2 separate regions of the Mus musculus genome follow, and region 1 is linked to region 2. A link is a contact called in public HiChIP or PLAC-seq data. All regions are on one chromosome and are shown on one strand. Each heading gives the region's core, a stretch centred on a gene start, on an enhancer-like site or on the middle of the called end of the contact. The rest is flanking DNA. Distances are from core to core; before and after follow the strand shown. Region 1 has its middle 47 kb from the start of Gm8075. Region 2 overlaps Prkch (protein kinase C, eta).

Region 1 (2,700 bases), core at 197-2,696, 130 kb after region 2:
CACATGATGTTTTGCTGGAAGCGGTCTTGTGAGAGGATGTTTTATGGAAGCAGACACGTGAGAGTTTGTATGATGTTTTGCTGGAACAGGCGCTTGAGAGGGTGCATGGCATTTAGAAAGAGTATAAATAGAACCCCACAGACTCTGAGAGGATGCTCTTGCATCGCCATGTCGGGCAGCACTTTGCTGGTCTTCACTGGTCTCCACTTCGTAGAGAGAAACTCACCAAAGAGCTTCTCGCGGTATTCCAGCCAATGCTTGCCATTTCTGCTGACCCTGCAGATTCAGAGGAGCCTTGCGATTTCTGCTGGATCGAGCTGCTGCTGCTACTGATTCATGTTTGGTGTTTGCTATTGGACTGGGCTGCTGGTATCCTGACAATAAAGGTTGGAGTTGCTCCAAAAAACTACTTCTAAACAGGTCCACAACCCCTTTTCCTATTAACCTTCTTTCTCCACGACTTTCTCTCTACTCTCCGGTTGGTGGGCTAGAAGGGAGTTTGGAACATTTAAAAACTCTAATTAAAGTAGATTTTGAAAAGTCTAAGCCTATGCCTTGTGGTACCCAGGACTTTGGCAATCAACAGAGCAAACCAAAGAACTAAAGGGGCCATGCATTGCACATGGCAGGGGTGGGGGTGTCTTCTAGGCTGCTGCAAAGCACCAGAGAGTGTGGAAAACATCCCTAAACTGTTTTAAGACTGATCTAGGACCTCAGGAGGTGGCTCTACAGGTAAAAAAGCCCACTGTATGAGCATGAAGACCTGAGTTTATACCCCCAGTACACACATAAAAGCTAAATGTGGTGATATATATCTGGAACTCCAGCATTGAAAAGGTTGAGATGGGGCTCAGGGTGACATAGAGGGACTCACTGGGCAGGCCACCTAATTGAAACAGAGAACTCCAGGTTCAGTGAGAGATGCTGCCTCAAAGCCTAACATGGAGAATAATAGACGAGGTTGCCCAAAGTCGACCTCTGCCCTCTACCTGTACTCCACAAAAGTGTGCATACCCAAACACACGCAGAAGACCGTTTTAGATCCACCATCTCTCAAGTGGTATCAGGTGAGATCAACTTAACAAAGACGAAGCTTCTGACCACAAAGGACTGATGGTTTTCAACTTGTTGCTGCCTATCAGAAAGAAACGTTACCGAGAATGAAACCATTGAGCAAAGGTTGAGAGTGTGAACTGGGGGTGGGGTGCACATGGCTGGCTCTGGCTACCTCTGTCTGTGAAAGGAACAAACTATCACTTATCTCCCAAGCCCTTTCTTATGTCAACAGAACAACCCCCTGGTTCATCCGCCCCTGATTCATACACCTCTGATTCAGTAGGCTCAGTTTGAGGGGAGGTTTTGATTTCTACGGTACAGATGCAGTTGCTAGTAGGTGAAAGGCAGTGCGTTTAGAGCCTCTCTTCCAGCCCTGGGGCTTCTACTTCCTGTCTCTCTCTCTCTCTCTTTTCTTATTAAGGTTAAGCATGAGTCATCACTCTGGTTAAAGGAGAGAGAGAGAGAGAGAGAGAGAGAGAGAGACGGGTTCTTTGCCAATACATCTGTGCAGTGATTCTGAATCAGAAACTGTCCCCACACAGGAGATTTGTGAGGCTGATACATCGGGAGCTGTTCTTATCTCCCCACACACACCCCAAGCCACACCCCTTACCCTGTGTCACTTCCAGGAACCTCGCCTGCAGATGTATGTCAGAAGAAAGTCTGGAAGGGATGAGTTGTATCACCGTCATTTCTCAACTTTAACTTTTATTTTATTTGCGTGGTGTGTGAGAGATAGATGTGTGTACATGTTTCTCTCTCTCTCTCTCTCTCTCTCTCTTTCTCTCTGTGTGTGTGTGTGTGTGTGTGTGTGTGTGTGTGTGTGTGTGTAAAGAATCTGGGTATGTTGAAACATGTCTTTAATTCAAGCATTTGCACTTGGAAGCAGAGACAATTGGATCTCTGTGAGTACCCTGACAGATGAGCTACCATAGTGAGATTCTCTTGCAAAATTTTTTGTTTTGAGAAGACTATAGTTGTCTCTTCATAATTATATACTGACATAAAAGTTTCCACTCAATCTTCTTTGAAGATATGAATTTAATAATGACTATATTGAACATCTACTAGACAGCAGGTACTATCATAAGGATTTTATATACAACTTCCTATTTAATTATCATAGTAAAGAAAGCATAGTGTAGCTGAGAAAACCAAAGACAAACAGTTTGGAGGCAGAGGGTAGGCTACAGAGACAGCTCAGTGATTAAGAGCACGAGCTGTCCTTCCAGGAGACACAGGTTCAATTCCCGGGACCCACAGGGCAGTTTACAAGCTGTAACTCCAGTTCCAGAGGTTCCAGTGTCGTCTTCTGGTCTCCAAAGGCACCAGGCACATACACGGTGCACAGACATACCTGCAGCAAAACACCCATAAAATAAAATAATGAAAAAAGTTTAAAACAGACCTTAAGGAACTTATTCAGATCCACACAGCCATAAAGGAATGGAACCTGGCCTCAGAAGTAGGCTAGTAAAGGATAAAGCTACATGGAATTGTTCTATGTGCATGTAAGGGAATTATACCTACTCCATGAATTCATACACACATGAAATTAGAAACTTTAGGTTTTAGTAAATGTCTCACTTCACTGATAGCAACTGACTTCTTAATTAACATTTTTAATGTTTGCATATTTATTTG
Region 2 (2,700 bases), core at 81-2,580:
CAGGGGCAGATTAGCCACAGCCCACAGTCCACAATTTACTGAGCCAGTCCCAAGTGCATCCTGAGGTGCTACCATCAGCTGGATTGGGAAGGAGGCACACTCAGCTCCCATCATGCCATCATCTCCCTGTGCTCTGATACTCTGCCATCCTGGTCAAGGAGAAGAGACCCCCCAAGGCTACAGGCTAGGAGAGAAGAGGAGAAGACAAAGGAGATGATGGTCTGTCTGCAGAGGCCTCTGCTAGCATCAGTGTGCCTGGTTGATCATTGTTGGAGTCTGAATGTGTCCGTTCTGCAGGATGGGCAGGTGCAGAAGCTGGAAGTTCACTGAAGTGCACTCTGGATGCTTTACTCGTTCTTGCTGCCCCAGAAAGTGCACACTGCTATCTGATAAATACCTGTTGGGCAAAATGTCTTGCAGTACTCCAAACAATCCCAGAAGGTGAAGATGTTTGCATCCTCCTTGGAACAGTTTGCACAGCTGAGCTCCAGAGAGGTTAAACAATCTATCCTGGATCACACAGCAAGGGGCTACCTGAAAGTATGTGGCTTCTTGCCTGGGTTATGCCGTTCTATGCCATGCCTGTTACACTGTAGCAAGCAATCTCCCCTCTGTGCAGTATATACATCTGAAAAGAAAGGGGTTGTTAGAAAGAATTGTTCTTGTGTACCATATGTGTTTTCTGGCCTTTTCTGAAACACCCAAGGATATTTTCCTCTGCTCTCTCTGGAACTAGGTTTCTTCCTTTCCTTGAGCAATGACTACTTCTCATGCCATGTGGTCTGCTTCTGGGTCATTTGTTCTCGTTTGCCTTTGGCTCAGATGGAAATAGAAAACAAACTAGAACATGGCATTGGTGTTCTCCAGCTCTGTTTGCTTCCAACCTGTCAGCATGCTCCATCTTTCTCTCAGGCTGGTAGCTATGGACATAGGTCCACGGGTGAAATTCAGATGTCTGGACCAAGTTGTGTGAGCTTACTTCCTCAACCGACAATCCCTGGGGATGGTGTTCAGAGGACCATCTCCAGGCACAGGATTTGGGTTTCTGATCTCTTGGGCTACTGGGTCACATGGTCTTGATTATGAATGGGGTTGGGTGGGTGGGGGAGTCAGAAGGTGAAACTGTTTCTCTTCCCCCGTGTCTCGATTGGTCCACAGGCTACTAGGTGTGTCTAGAGTTAAAACCGTTGTCCTCGAGGTTGTTTAACTATAATTGGCTTGTTTACAGCTGTCACCACCCCTGACATTCTGGAGGGTAAGCAGCCCCTATACTTTTACATCTGGACAGATGTTTTGTGGCACCGGGTGTCATTTCCTTTGAAGTCCCCAGTCTTCACCAGGGTTAGCCTTAGTCATGTGTGCTCACAGTGACTGGTAGTGTTGGAGCTGGTGATTGCATAGTTACAGGTTGTTCACTACAGTAGGTCAAGTTGCCAATCCTCTGCCCTTTCAAGTTCAAGTACCAAGACTTCTGCTGTTTTAGCTGAAAAGGGGGGAGTCTGGTGAAATCCCTGTCCTTCTTCTTGTTCTAAAGGAAGACTGGCACTCATGAAGTGACAGTGAGAAATTGAACTCATGTACTAAGTTCCGGATCCTGTGGAAGCTCCAATCCATGTGCTGGGCTTTCTGCAGAACTTCAGTCCCCAACCAACTAACACTGTAGTTTTTGCAGTGCCTGCAGGTAGTACCTGGGAGGTTGGGTAAGCACTCACCTTGACAGACATGGTTATCCAGGGAGGATCTGAGGCTGTAAGTCTGTAGGTGGAGTGAGTCGACCCCACCCTGTAGACAGTTATGCAGTTGTAAAAACCAGACTTTCTTGGGTAGCAACCATGGGTTCTCATGTGTTCTAGTTTTGAAATACTTGAGTTTCTTGTTAATACTTCATCACTGGTTAGAACTGGGTTATGACTGTTTCTCATGGGCCCCAGAAATAGCCAGTGCCGGTCATAAGTAGAAACAGCCTTGTTGCAAGGCTTAGCTTACGGTAGAAGGCAGGAAAGCATTCATTCACTCAGCCCTTGTAACATGGAGTGTCTGTGATATGAAGCCCACCCTGAGAAGACAGTAGGGGACAAAGAAGAACAGGCTCTGCCCTGTGTAGCTGCTCTAGGAATCTGTAGGCCTGAAGCTGTCCTATGTGGGTAGACTCAGCAAGTGACCAGTCATTCCTCGGAGGTTGTTCTTGGATTTCTACTTTGGTCAGGCTCAGAAAAGCCACATGTTTGGGAAGGCGTATAGGGAGCTGGCCTTGAAGCTATATTTGTGTGTCCAATGCACTCTTATTTATGTGGGGTAGAATGAATTTGGTATCTGCTGATTATTATTAAGAAGGCATGATCCAAACCCCACATCACTCCCAGCTGGTGATTGGTGCTGTATTAATTGAGTAATTGACAGGCCTAAGTCAGGAGGCAGCATAGGAGGAGTCGCAGCCCTAGCTAGCTTGTCTGCTCACCTCCATGTTTGTGTGTTCCCCTCGCACTGGCATCTCCTGTTCCAGGCCACAGGGAGGGACATTTGTCTACCTCCCTGCCCACTCCCAAGTAACCTCCTGAGCCACCAAGACCCCGTTGTACTGCTCTTTTGTAAGACTCCTTTTCCTGCTTTCTGCTGTCAGTCAGTACCGCCCTGGTCCCTGGAGGGCCACCCAGGGTGTTTCTGCCTCTGATCTGTGGGAGGCTTCCTGCTTGCAGGACT

What was found. HiChIP or PLAC-seq counts read pairs in DNA pulled down with a chosen protein or histone mark.
Region 1: a BATF HiChIP or PLAC-seq map of CD8 T cells shows a contact between it and region 2, with 32 read pairs. The contact joins two enhancer-like sites. A contact is called at or near these places in 1 of 15 datasets of contacts at CTCF or cohesin (CD8 T cells), 16 of 484 Hi-C or Micro-C datasets (the HL-1 cell line, Sertoli cells, Th1 cells and 11 more) and 5 of 115 datasets of contacts at active chromatin or transcription factors (CD8 T cells, Th17 cells, fibro-adipogenic progenitors and 1 more).

Annotation. Positions count from the first base shown.
Region 1 is chr12:73,840,960-73,843,659 of GRCm38.p6, forward strand. No RefSeq gene overlaps it. Among named protein-coding and RNA genes, the nearest start is that of Gm8075, 47 kb to the left of the region's middle. Within about 2 kb of position 1,447, at least 95 of the 459 cell types and tissues checked have an H3K27ac peak or open chromatin away from gene starts, as enhancers often do. A contact at or near this core is called in CD8 T cells, Th1 cells, Th17 cells and 2 more, where this site is marked.
Region 2 is chr12:73,709,746-73,712,445 of GRCm38.p6, forward strand. The region is part of intron 9 of Prkch (protein kinase C, eta); the gene reads left to right. Among named protein-coding and RNA genes, the nearest start is that of Gm34189, 71 kb to the right of the region's middle. Within about 2 kb of position 1,331, at least 22 of the 459 cell types and tissues checked have an H3K27ac peak or open chromatin away from gene starts, as enhancers often do. A contact at or near this core is called in CD8 T cells, Th1 cells, Th17 cells and 2 more, where this site is marked.